2 separate regions of the Macaca mulatta genome follow, and region 1 is linked to region 2. The links are chromatin contacts, called in public Hi-C maps. All regions are on one chromosome and are shown on one strand. The core of a region is the stretch at or near the end of the contact, and the rest is flanking DNA. Distances in the headings are between cores, read along the strand shown. Region 1 holds the start of PYGO2 (pygopus family PHD finger 2). Region 2 holds the start of EFNA4 (ephrin A4).

The links. A called contact is a pair of places that touch in the nucleus more often than the background predicts.
Region 1: a contact with region 2 is called in a Hi-C map of liver, with 3 times the contacts expected there. The contact joins the promoter of PYGO2 here to the promoter of EFNA4 in region 2. A contact is called at or near these places in 2 of 14 Hi-C or Micro-C datasets (fetal cortex germinal zone and liver).

The regions. Positions count from the first base shown.
Region 1 is chr1:112,039,754-112,045,362 of T2T-MMU8v2.0, forward strand. It overlaps PYGO2 (pygopus family PHD finger 2), which reads left to right and starts at 2,348. Exons shown (of 3, transcript XM_015110893.3): 1 at 2,348-2,637; 2 at 3,500-3,549; 3 at 4,667-5,609. The coding sequence starts at 3,508. It overlaps SHC1 (SHC adaptor protein 1), which reads left to right. Exons shown (of 12, transcript NM_001261487.1): 12 at 616-2,231. The coding sequence ends at 744.
Region 2 is chr1:111,937,632-111,943,553 of T2T-MMU8v2.0, forward strand. EFNA4 (ephrin A4) reads right to left here and starts at 2,316. Exons shown (of 5, transcript XM_077944830.1): 1 at 1,880-2,316. The coding sequence starts at 2,166. ADAM15 (ADAM metallopeptidase domain 15) reads right to left here. Exons shown (of 24, transcript XM_077942864.1): 18 at 5,815-5,887; 19 at 5,448-5,586; 20 at 4,958-5,027; 21 at 4,291-4,362; 22 at 3,818-3,874; 23 at 3,408-3,532; 24 at 2,999-3,317. The coding sequence ends at 3,275.

The DNA of each region.
Region 1 (5,609 bases), core at 1,098-3,597, 100 kb after region 2:
TGGGTGACAGAGACCCTGTCTAGAAACAAACAAACTTTTGTCTGTTTTCTACAGCAATCTCAGCCTCCTTTCCTCTTTTTCTTTTCTTTTTTTTTTTGAGATAGGGTTTTGCTTTGTCATCCAGGCTGGGGTGTGGTGGCACACCCGGCTAATTTTTGTATTTTTGTTGTTGTTGTTGAGATGGGGTTTCGCCATGTTGCTCAAGCTGTTCTTGAACTCCTGGGCTCAAGTGATCCGCCTCCCTTAGCCTCCCAGAGTGCTGGGATTGCAGGCATGAGCCACCATGCCCAGCCTCCACATCTTTTTTTGCACTGTGTATACTCTTCTGAGACATGCCAACTTTTTCCACGTCAAGAAAAGGGTATATAGCTCTCAGCTTCACTCTTTCAGGGCTGATGTCACCTTTGCCTTTTCCCACTTCACTGACCTGTCTATTCCTGCAACTGTCTCTTTCTAGAGAAACCTCAATGATCAGGACTGATAGGCCACACTCTCCCCTACCATTTTTTTCTCCTTCTTCAAGCCTCTTGTCTGTTTTACCCTCTTCCACCTTGGAGGCTGAGGTCTTATTTGACTCTTCACCTGAATTGACCTTCTTCCTTCCCACCCTCCCAGGTTCGGACTAAGGATCACCGCTTTGAGAGTGTCAGTCACCTCATCAGCTACCATATGGACAATCACTTGCCCATCATCTCTGCGGGCAGCGAACTGTGTCTACAGCAACCTGTGGAGCGGAAACTGTGATCTGCCCCAGACCTCTCTTCCAGAAGATGCCCTCCAATCCCTTCCACCCTATTCCCTAACTCTTGGGACCTCATTTGGGAGTGTTCTGCGGGCTTGGCCTTGTGTCAGAGCTGGGAGTAGTGTGGACTCTGGGTTTCATATCCAGCTGAGTGAGGGTTTGAGGGTTTGAGTCAGAAGCCTGGGGGAGAATCCTGCCTCTCCCCAAACATTGATCACCAAAGTATTAATGTACAGAGTGGCCCTTCACCTGGGCCTTTCCTGTGCCAACCTGATGCCCCTTCCCCAAGAAAGTGAGTGGTTGTCATGGAAAATGTCCTGTGGTGACAGGCCCAGTGGAACAGTCACCCTTTTGGGCAAGGGGGAACAAATCACACTTCTGTGCTTCAGGGTATCCCAGACCCTTCTCAACACCCCCACCCCACCATGTTTAAACTTTGTGCCTTTGACCATCTCTTAGGTCTGATGATATTTTATGCAGAGTTCTTGGGCCCCTGAGTTCAATGACAGGGATGCCAACACCTTCTTGGCTTCTGGGACCTGTCTTCTTGCTCAGCACTCTTTCCGGTTTGGTTTGGGATAACAGAGGCAGGAGTGGCAGCTGTCCCCTCTCCCTGGGGATATGCAACCCTTAGAGATTGCCCCAGAGCCCCCCTCCCGGCCAGGGGGGAGATGGATCCCTCCCTTGCTCAGTGCCTCCTGGCCGGGGCCCCTCACCCCAAGGGGTCTGTATATACATTTCGTAAGGCCTGCCCTCTCCCATGTTGCATGCCTATTGTACTCTACAGCCAAAGTGTAGCCCTTCCTGGAGCCTCTGCCCTGCCTCCCTTTCTGGCAGGGTGGGGTAGGGGTGACTGAATTTGGGCCTCTTGTACAGTTCACTCTCCCAGGTGGATTTTGTGGAGGTGGGAAAAAGGGCATTGAGACTCTTAAAGCAGTAGACAATCCCCAAATACCATCTGTAGAGTTGGAACTGCATTCTTTTAAAGTTTTATATGCATATATTTTAGGGCTGTAGACTTACTTTCCTATTTTGTTTTCCATGGCTTATTCTCGAGCACAAAATGGTAATCAATTATTACATTTATACATCACCTTTTTGACTTTTCCAAGCCCTTTTACAGCTGTTGGCATTTTCCTCGCCCAGGCCTGTGAGGTAACTGGGATCGCACCTTTTATACCAGACCTGAGGCAGATGAAATTTATTTCCATCTAGGACTAGAAAAACTTGGGTCTCTTACCGCGAGACTGAGAGGCAGAAGTCAGCTCGAATGCCTGTCAGTTTCATGGAGGGGAAACGCAAAACCTGCAGTTCCTGAGTACCTTCTACAGGCCCGGCCCAGCCTGGGCCCCTCTTTTGGCCTTGTGGATAAGGGACAGTTGACCGTTTTCATCCTGGACTCCTTTTGCTGTTGTTTGGATGTTTCCACGGGTCTCACTTATACCAAAGGGAAAACTCTTCATTAAAGTCCGTATTTCTTCTACCTCTGCCTCTTAATCCTGGGAAGCCTATTGTGTACGCCGCGGGCCCTTAGCTGCACAGCGGGGAGGCGGGAGGTCGCGGCCGCCGAGGGAAGCTAGGGGGTCTGCGGAGTTTGGGCGCGGCAGAGTGGGGCGTGTCGCGCCACCGTCCCCATGAAGATGTTGTGTCCGGGGGGCGGGGGCTGGCTCCGGGTGCGTCCAGGCAAGAACCCGGACTCCCCGGCGCCGCAACGCCGGCCCCCGGGACTACCTAGACCTCCCAGGCGCGCCCTCGGCTCGCGCGCGCCCCTCCGCGGTGGCTCCACCGCCCGGGATGGTACGGTCCGGCAGCAGGGCCGCGCGCCGCCGCCCCTCGGTGAGCTGGTGTGGGCCGCCGCTAGCGGAAACGACCCTCTCCACTCGCGTGGTGCAGTGGTAAGCCTCGCCCCTCGCCTGCCGCCTGTTTTCTGGCGTGGGGTCTCGTCCGGTCCTTGCTCCCCCTCCCCGCCGCGCTTAGTGGTGGTGGCCGCGCCGAGTTCCGGTTCCGGTTGCTGCAGCCGCTGGCTGGCGGCGAGTGTGGAGAGAGCGCGCAGTTCGCGCCGCGGCTGGGCGCTTCCCTGTCGTCCCACTTTGTGGTTGCTGCAGCTTGGGGGCCTGTGCTGCCCCTGACTCCCCTTCTGGGCGATGGTGCAGCCCGAGGGCGCCTCCATCCCCCGCCGCCGCCGCTAACCCCGGTCCCTCACTCCATGGCCGCCTCGGCGCCGCCCCCACCGGACAAGCTGGAGGGAGGTGGCGGCCCCGCACCGCCCCCTGCGCCGCCCAGCACCGGGAGGAAGCAGGGCAAGGCCGGTGAGAGCGCTGCGAGGAGCGGGGGCTGAAGAAGCCTAGGACTTGGGAACCTCAGAGGGGAGGGATGGTGGGAGGGGGGCGTTTCACAGGCTGAAGGGCTTGAAGGGAGGCTCAGGTGAAAAGGATGGGTGGGTGTAATCCTCCAGGAGTTGGGGGCAGGTGTCACACATTGAGGACGCTAGAGTTTGGAGCCACATGGAATTCAGTAGTCACTTGGAGCTTGAGGATATCGAAAGATGGGATATCTCTCATTTAAAGGAAGACATAGCTGAGAGTATGATCATCTTCACGATCTATTTTTCATATTGCACCCCTTGTTAGCATTTGTTGAATAAATAAGCAAGTATGTATTGACGTTAAAGGAGTTCCTCAGAGCATGGCTGAGAGAAAAGAGGTTGGGGAAACCTCAGGGAAACTTGTCTGCGTCTTCCTTTTGCCGCTCTTCCAGGTCTGCAAATGAAGAGCCCAGAAAAGAAGCGAAGGAAGTCAAATACTCAGGTGAATGGTGGTTGGTGGTGGGGGTGGTTCCCGGCAGCCCCTTGGCGGCACACTGTCTACTCTGCCATTCCAGTATCTGTTTGTATCTTGCATCAGCTGCAGGGAGGAGAGAGAAAACTGGCTTTCTTGCTTTGTTTCTTGTTCTTTCCCTGAACCTTATAACAAATTTAGGGGAAAGTATTCTCTCCTTAGAGATGATTCGACCAAAGTTCTTACCACGCAGGGTTCCAGTCTCCTCCATGTTTCCTGTCCTGGTTTCCTCATGATGATAACGTAACACCTTCCACTTACTGAGCCTTTTTTTAGTGCCAGGGATTGTGCTAACATGCTTTAACAGTTTGGGGGAGATAGGCATTATCCCTATTTTACGACGAGAAATCTGGGGGTTAAAAATGTTAAATATGTGCTCCACAGTCTTGAGGTTGTTTTTCACGGTCAGAGCTGGGATTCCATTCTAGTTCTGCCCGTTTTTAAAACACAGTTACTGCACTATGCTGGTTCCACTCTCCACCCTCTTTCTCTTGGGTTTTTTTTTTTTTTTTTTTTGTAGTAACAGAGTCTTGCTGTGTTGCCTAGGCTGGGCTCAAACTCCTGGGCTCAAGGGATCCTCCTGCCTCGGCTTCCCAAAGTGTTAGCATTACAGGTGTGAACCACTGTGCCCGGCCTGTGGTTCATATATTTTTTTATTTTTTATTTTTTTTGAGACGGAGTCTTGCTCTGTCGCCCAGGCTGGAGTGCAGTGGCGCGATCTCGGCTCACTGCAAGCTCTGCCTCCCAGGTTCACACCATTCCCCTGCCTCAGCCTCCCGAGTAGCTGGTACTACAGGCGCCCACCAACACACCTGGCTAATTTTTTTGTATTTTTGGTAGGGACGGGGTTTCACCGTATTAGCTAGGATGGTCTTAATCTCCTGACCTTGTGATCTGCCCGCCTCGACCTCCCAAAGTGCTGGGATTACAGGCGTCAGCCACTGTACCTGGCCTGTGGTCCATATTGATTTTAGGCCTGAGCTGCCCAGTATCAGCCTCCAAAATGTGTATTGTGTTGGTAGTGCTCTCTTGGTTTAGTTCTGTGTTTCCCTCCATGACCCTCTTTCCCTCAACTGTTTCTCACTAGGGCCCTGCATACTCACATCTGACGGAGTTTGCACCACCCCCGACTCCCATGGTGGATCACCTGGTTGCATCCAACCCTTTTGAAGATGACTTCGGAGCCCCCAAGGTGGGGGGTGCAGCCCCTCCATTCCTTGGCAGTCCTGTGCCCTTTGGAGGCTTCCGCGTGCAGGGGGGCATGGCGGGCCAGGTACCCCCAGGCTATGGCACTGGAGTTGGAGGGGGCCCCCAGCCACTTCGTCGACAGCCACCCCCCTTCCCTCCCAATCCTATGGGCCCTGCTTTCAACATGCCCCCCCAGGGCCCTGGCTACCCACCCCCAGGCAACATGAATTTTCCCAGCCAACCCTTCAACCAGCCTCTAGGTCAAAACTTTAGTCCTCCCAGCGGGCAGATGATGCCGGGCCCAGTTGGGGGATTTGGTCCCATGATCTCACCCACCATGGGACAGCCTCCCAGAGCAGAGTTGGGCCCACCTTCTCTGTCCCAACGATTTGCTCAGCCAGGGGCTCCTTTTGGCCCTTCTCTCCAGAGACCTGGTCAGGGGCTTCCCAGCCTGCCACCTAACACAAGTCCCTTTCCTGGTCCGGACCCTGGCTTTCCTGGCCCTGGTGGTGAGGATGGGGGGAAGCCCTTGAATCCACCTGCCCCTACTGCTTTTCCCCAGGAACCCCACTCAGGCTCCCCAGCTGCTGCTGTTAATGGGAACCAGCCCAGTTTCCCCCCAAACAGTAGTGGGCGGGGTGGGGGCACTCCAGATGCCAACAGCTTGGCACCCCCTGGCAAGGCAGGTGGGGGCTCTGGGCCCCAGCCTCCCCCAGGCTTGGTGTACCCATGTGGTGCCTGTCGGAGTGAGGTGAATGATGACCAGGATGCCATTCTGTGTGAGGCTTCCTGCCAGAAGTGGTTCCACCGTGAGTGCACAGGCATGACTGAGAGCGCCTATG
Region 2 (5,922 bases), core at 1,066-3,565:
TATCTGAATCCCAGTACTTTGGGAGGCCGAGGTGGGAGGACTGCTTGAGGCCAGGAGTTCAAGACCAGCCTGGGCAACATGGTGAGACTGTCTCTACCATAAATAAATAAATAAATAAAGGCCACGTGTGGTGGTGCAATCCTGTAGTCCCAGCTGCTTGGGAGGCTGAGGCGGGAGGATCCTTTGAGTCCATGAGTTCCTGTAGCAAGCTGTTACCGCTCTGCAGCCTGGGTGACAGAGCAAGACCCTGTCTCTAAATTCTAAAAATTAACAAAAAAAAAAAAAAAAAAAAAAAGAATGAGGGAGTGGGTGCTAGGTGCCTCCCTTTTTTGGCCAGGAAGAGCAAGTGCCAGGCATGGGGGGAGTCCACATACTACCCAGTCTTCCGTCTTCTCAGCACTCCCTTCCCCACCTCTTGGGAGCTGCCTGGGGAAGCCAGCACAGGTGGGAAGGGCTGGAACAGGCTGCTCCCCACAGTACCGAATGCTGCATGAACCACCCCCCATACCACAAACACAGCGAAGCGTGACATAGGAAAAGCCTCCAATGGGTGGTCCAAGGCCCACCTGTATCAGTTCTGATTTGAAATGAAGATTCCTGGGCTTAGCCAGTCCAGACTTACTAGAACGCAAGCTGAGCAAGGACAGGGCCTTGGTAAGTTTTGTTCTACTGCATTCCCCGTGCCTGGAAAAGTGCCCAGCACAAGATAGTGTTCAATAAATATTTGTGGATTGAATGAATGAACCAGAAACCGTAAGATTGGGGAGTGAGAAACCTGAATTTTTAACAGGTCCTCCAAGCGATTCAGAAGCATTGGTCTGTGACAGAGATAGAGGAATTCAGAGTCCAAGGACAACAAAAGCTCTTATCACTTGGTATTGTAATGACCTGTCTTTACGCAGGCTCTGCTGCCTGCGCCTGTTCTCCAGAGTCTGTGGAATCCCAGAGGGCAGGGTCTTGATCTTCTCATCTATATAGTTAATCCCCTGCAACCTATCACAGGGCTGGGCACATATAGTATGTGTTTAATAAATAAGTGTTAGTAAGTGAAGAAATGAATAGAGTCATAGATTGTCTCAAGTAGAAAATCAGAAAGAAAAACAGCTGGGAAACAGAAGAGACATGGAGACTTGGGGAAGGGGTTGGAAACAGTAAAATATACTGAGGTTCAAAGGCAGGCAGCTCAGGAGAGAGAAAGAAATAATAGTTTATATCTGTACAGCCTGAGCTTCTTTCACATACATGACCTCACTTACCCCGCCGGACTTCCCAGGGTACTAGGTATTATTAGCCCATTATACAGGTGAGATAAATGAGGTTAGGAGGGTCACGAGACTTGCCCAGAGGTGATTCAGCTAGAAGGGCAGGGCTGACACTGGAAAGAAACAGAAGGACCAATAAAGACAGAGATGAAAGCAGAGATAGTAAATGAGATCAGGAAACAGAGCAAGAGCCAGAGGTGAGACCCAGCGGTCAGGAGAGTAACCCACGCTCTTTCACAAGAGTAAAGCCCCCTCCCTTGATCTCAAGTTCGCCAGCCCCAGCTCCGGCCGGCGGGAGGCTGGGGATGCCAGGAGAGCAGCGAGGGGGGCGGAGCCCGGAGTGCGGGCAAAGGCCCCCCCAGGTCCATGCTCCAAGACCCCCTAGACAACCCTCGGGGCTGGGGTCTTCTGCCTGCCCCCCAACACATGCGGGCTGTGGGGCGACCCAGGGCGCGCCTCGCCCCTCCCCCTTCCCCCCTTCCCCGCCGGCTCAAACAAAGGAGCCCCGACGCGCGGCCAGCTTCAGGCGGCGCCGCGCACAGAGCGGGTGGCGGGCGCGCGCAAAGCCCGGGAGCGCGCAGACTTGGCTAGGCGCTCGCCCGGTTCGGCCCGGCTACCTGGGGTTACTGGAGTTCCAGTAGACGACGTGGCGGACACTGGAGCCCCCGCGCAGAGGGGAGCCGAGGAACGTGGCCCAGAGGACAGTCCGCAGCAGGGGCAGCAGCCGCATTGCCCCCGAGGTCCGGTTTGGTCTGGCCTGGCAGGTCCCGGCCCGCTTCACAGTCGAGGCGAGAAAGGTACAAAGTGAAGAGGGGGGTTGTGGAAAGGGGGGTGGGGTGCGGAGATTCACAGACCCCGCCCTGGATAACTTTCCGCCAATGGGAGCGCGTCTCCTCCTCTCCATCCAGCGCCAACTCCAGTTAACCCTCTGTGCACCGCAGCGCACGCCGGGTTCGCCAAAGCTTCCGCTGAGGCTGCACCTCACTGCGAGGGGACGGGGAGGAAAGACGTATTCCAACAGCAATATTTTTAGGGAGGTTATCCCTTTCGTGTCTGCTTTAGTCCTGGGTAGACTGCCTTATTAGAAGTTTGGAAGATTTTAAATAAGGGTACATAACCTTAGCCTATCCAACCACCTTCATACACTGCCCCGTTTTCTTTGCAAATCTAGGGATAGTGCAAGCGGAAGGGACAACACAGCTTCTGGGACCACCTTCCCTAAAAAGCCTTAGGTGGCGCGCTAGATGCTCACTTTGGGATTGGCGTCTGTCCCTTGCCGCTCCACACCTTCGATCCAGGCTGGGGGCCCACGCGGCCCCAGTCCCGAATACGAAGTAATGAGGTGGTTGTAGCCTGTACAAAGCACCTTTGTTCCGGATCCCTCAGGTGGCGGCGGCGGCGGAGGGGGAGGAGGCAGGTGCGCCGCCTTGGGATCGTGGGAGCAGCCGCCGCCCCGCTCCGCCCTGGCTCCTGGGCTCTGAGAACACCAGCCAGATCCACTTTTCCCAGCCAGTGGTCAAAGTCGGGACGGCAGGTCCAACGGCTTGACAGATTGCGCCGAAAGCCACCCCAGTCTGGGCAGAGGGAAGCCGCGAGCATCCCGGGGACACATGCCGACCCATTCTGGTACTCCCGCCCCACACAGCCCGCCCTCATCTGAGGCAGCAGCGTCTCCTGGCGGCCAGACCTGGAACCGCAGCAGGAGCGACCCGGCTTCTAGAAGCAGACAAACTGCGTAACGCTCCCAAGATGTCACGTTTATTGCAGCTGAGCAGAGACAGGCTGTGCGGACCTCCCTCAACCCCTTCCAACCCCCAGCCCCTCCCCAAACCCCAGCTGCAACTACGCCGCCGGTCCCTAGAGTGCTGCTTGACAGCGCGTGGCGGTGCCCGGAGCCTTAAGACACCGCGTCCAGCCTCTGGCGCCTTCAGTCATGGTAGGGGACTCCAGAGGGCACGCCCCCCTCTTGAAGTCCTAAGTCCGGTTTGGAGGCAGCGGAACCTCCAGAGAGGTCAGAGGTAGAGCGAGGACACTGTCGGAGGCGGTGGCGCTGGTCTGGAGTGCGGGAAGCCGAGAAAAAAGGGTCAGAGACCCCCTTCCCCCAGGTCACTCGCCCCGCCCACCCATCCCCAGGGCTCCTCCTACCTGGAGGGTAGCGCTAGGGGCGGGATTCCAGCTCCTGGGCCTGGCAGGTCACCGGATGGGCACCGGCCCTGGGGGTCGGCAGGCAGTGGCTTCCTTGGGGGTGGGGGCTTGGCTGGCCCCTGAGACTGAGGGAGAGAAGGCAGGAGGCCGGCTTAGGTGGGGGGGGTGTCATGTTGCCCACCCCCAACGCACTGGTGCTGGGGAACACCAGCTTGGGGGCAGCACCATCGGTCACCCTTGTCTGCAAACAAACCTGTCACCATTAAAGGCACCACCTGGATATGTGCCCTCATGCACTGAGGGGGCATCTCGCCACGGCCACCACCGTCATGGCTACCAGCACCACAGCCCTAGATGGGGGGAGAGGCCGTGCCCTTCTCTCCCCCCACCATTACCTTCGGGCTTCTCACCATCGGGTCAGCGGGCAGAGGGCGGGTAGGGGGATTGGGTCGGTCAGCCAGCTCAGCCTGAACAGAGAGAGGGGCAGTGGCTGTGAGAGCATAACCAGGGGCTGTGGACATGCATAGAGATTCCCCAGAGGGGTTCAAGTCAACATGCAAAGTCAGCCAGGGGGCAGGAGAGAATGAGGGCATGCGCAGAGGGTTTGGAGGCATGCCAGCTGATGTCTCAGGGGAGGAAGGTGTAGGTCAACCGCGGAGTCCCTGGCCGACTGCAGTCCCGCCACTGACCACCAGATGGTGGTAGAAACCAAGGCAGGAGGCTCACCCTTTGCTGCTTCTGGGGCTCAGAGTGTCTGAAGGCTGAGGGGCACCCCGATCACCTAATGAAGAGCACCACTGGCAGGGAGCAGGGATGAGAACTGCAGTTGGGTACCAAGCCTCCCACCTGCCTTGGCTCAGGGCGGGCCCTGGCCCAGATTTACCTGGAGTCTCTTGGGCACAGGGTCAGGCGGCAGCGGCCTGGAAGGGGGGGCCGGGAAGCCGAGAGCACTAGCCTGCTGAGAGGGCAGGAGGGGCAGATGGGCACAGAGGGGGAAGAGGAAGCAGAGAGACAGAGTGGGCAGAGAAGGGTCAGTGCCCAGGGAGGGCTGGCAGGGGCCCAGGGCAGTGGGTGCTGTGCATGCAGTTACGCAGGTGCATGCAGGTGGGGAGCAAGTGGGGAGGAGGTGTGCACACACTCCCATCATCCAAGCAGAGGGCTTAGGGCGGGGGTGCTCACCAGCCCTTCTAACATGGTGACCTGGGCCCACGGAAGGCCATTCTGAGCACCACTGCCCTTGTGCCCTCCTGGGGTCACTGCTGGGGGCATGGATAGACCCACCTCTCAAAGCCACCTCTTGGCCAGTGGATGGAGCCCAGCAGCCCCTGCTCCAGCTGGCTGCCCTCCCCACTCTTCTGGACTCAGCTTCTCTGCCTGTAGCCAGGGGAGGGGAAGGCAGGGCAGGGCAGGGCTGGCCCTGACTCCTTCGACTGACTCTTGGGCAGTGCTAGCCTTTCTCTGAGTCTGGAGCCTTTAATGTGCACCCCCCAGGGTCCAAGCTGGATGCCCAGCCAAGGTGGAGTCCCCTTCCTCTGGCATCTGGGACTCACCTTAGTGCCTCGTGCCAGCAGGGCCCTCTGCGGAGGTCCTGGCCGTTCAGGGGGACCAGACTGGGCTGCCCTATGCATGAGGAAAGGCAAGAAGGGAGAGGGCCCAGCCTCAGACCCTGTTCTCTACCTTATGCCATCCTTGAGTGGGGTTAACCCTTTCTTTGAAGGCACTTATGTGTGGTATAGGGAAAACTGTGGTGGGGCCTGTGGGGGCGTTATTTATTAGCTTGAGGGAAGACCCCACTTATCCAGCACAGGAGCTCCTGGGGAGAAATGGCCCTAGCACTCCAGCCACCCCACAGGGGCACAGCTGTGAGGTAAAAAGCTGTGGGTGCATATAGGGAAGGGAGGTGTGGGGTATGGCAGTCAGCAAGTTTAAGGTCCAAGGGGCTTAGGGCTCAGAACCAGGTTGCAGGGGCTGCAGAGGTGAGGCAGCCTTCAGCACTGTCCCCAGTTAAAGGAAGTGGTAGCAGGGAGGTGATGCTCATACCTGTACTGGCAAGTGGGTCCCTTGAGCTGGCAGAGTCGCTGGTGCAGGCGGGCACGGTACCAGTAGCTGGCACCAAGCATCACCAGGACCAATAACACCAGGAGGCTGAGGAGCAGCCCTGTGGTCAGGGAGCTGGTTGCTGTGGGCGGAAGTCAGGTTTAAAGGAGGGCAGGGCTAAGAACTCTAGAGCCATGAAGGCGCAGGGGGCAGGGAGTGAAGTCAAGTGATCAGGGAGAGTGAAGGGGTCAAAGGGCAGACTCACGGAACCAGCAGCAAAGGGGGGTCAGAAAGAGAGGGCCGAGGGGGAAAGATAAAGCATGAACCACTTTGCCCTCCCAGCTGCCCCTGTCCCCCAACCCCATGCCACCTTTGAGCTGAGTGGTGCAGTCAGGGGGTGCCCAGCCCTCCTCACAGTAGCAGTGCCTGTTGCTGTCACAGACCTAGGAGGTATAAGGTGAGCAATGAGGAATGCTGC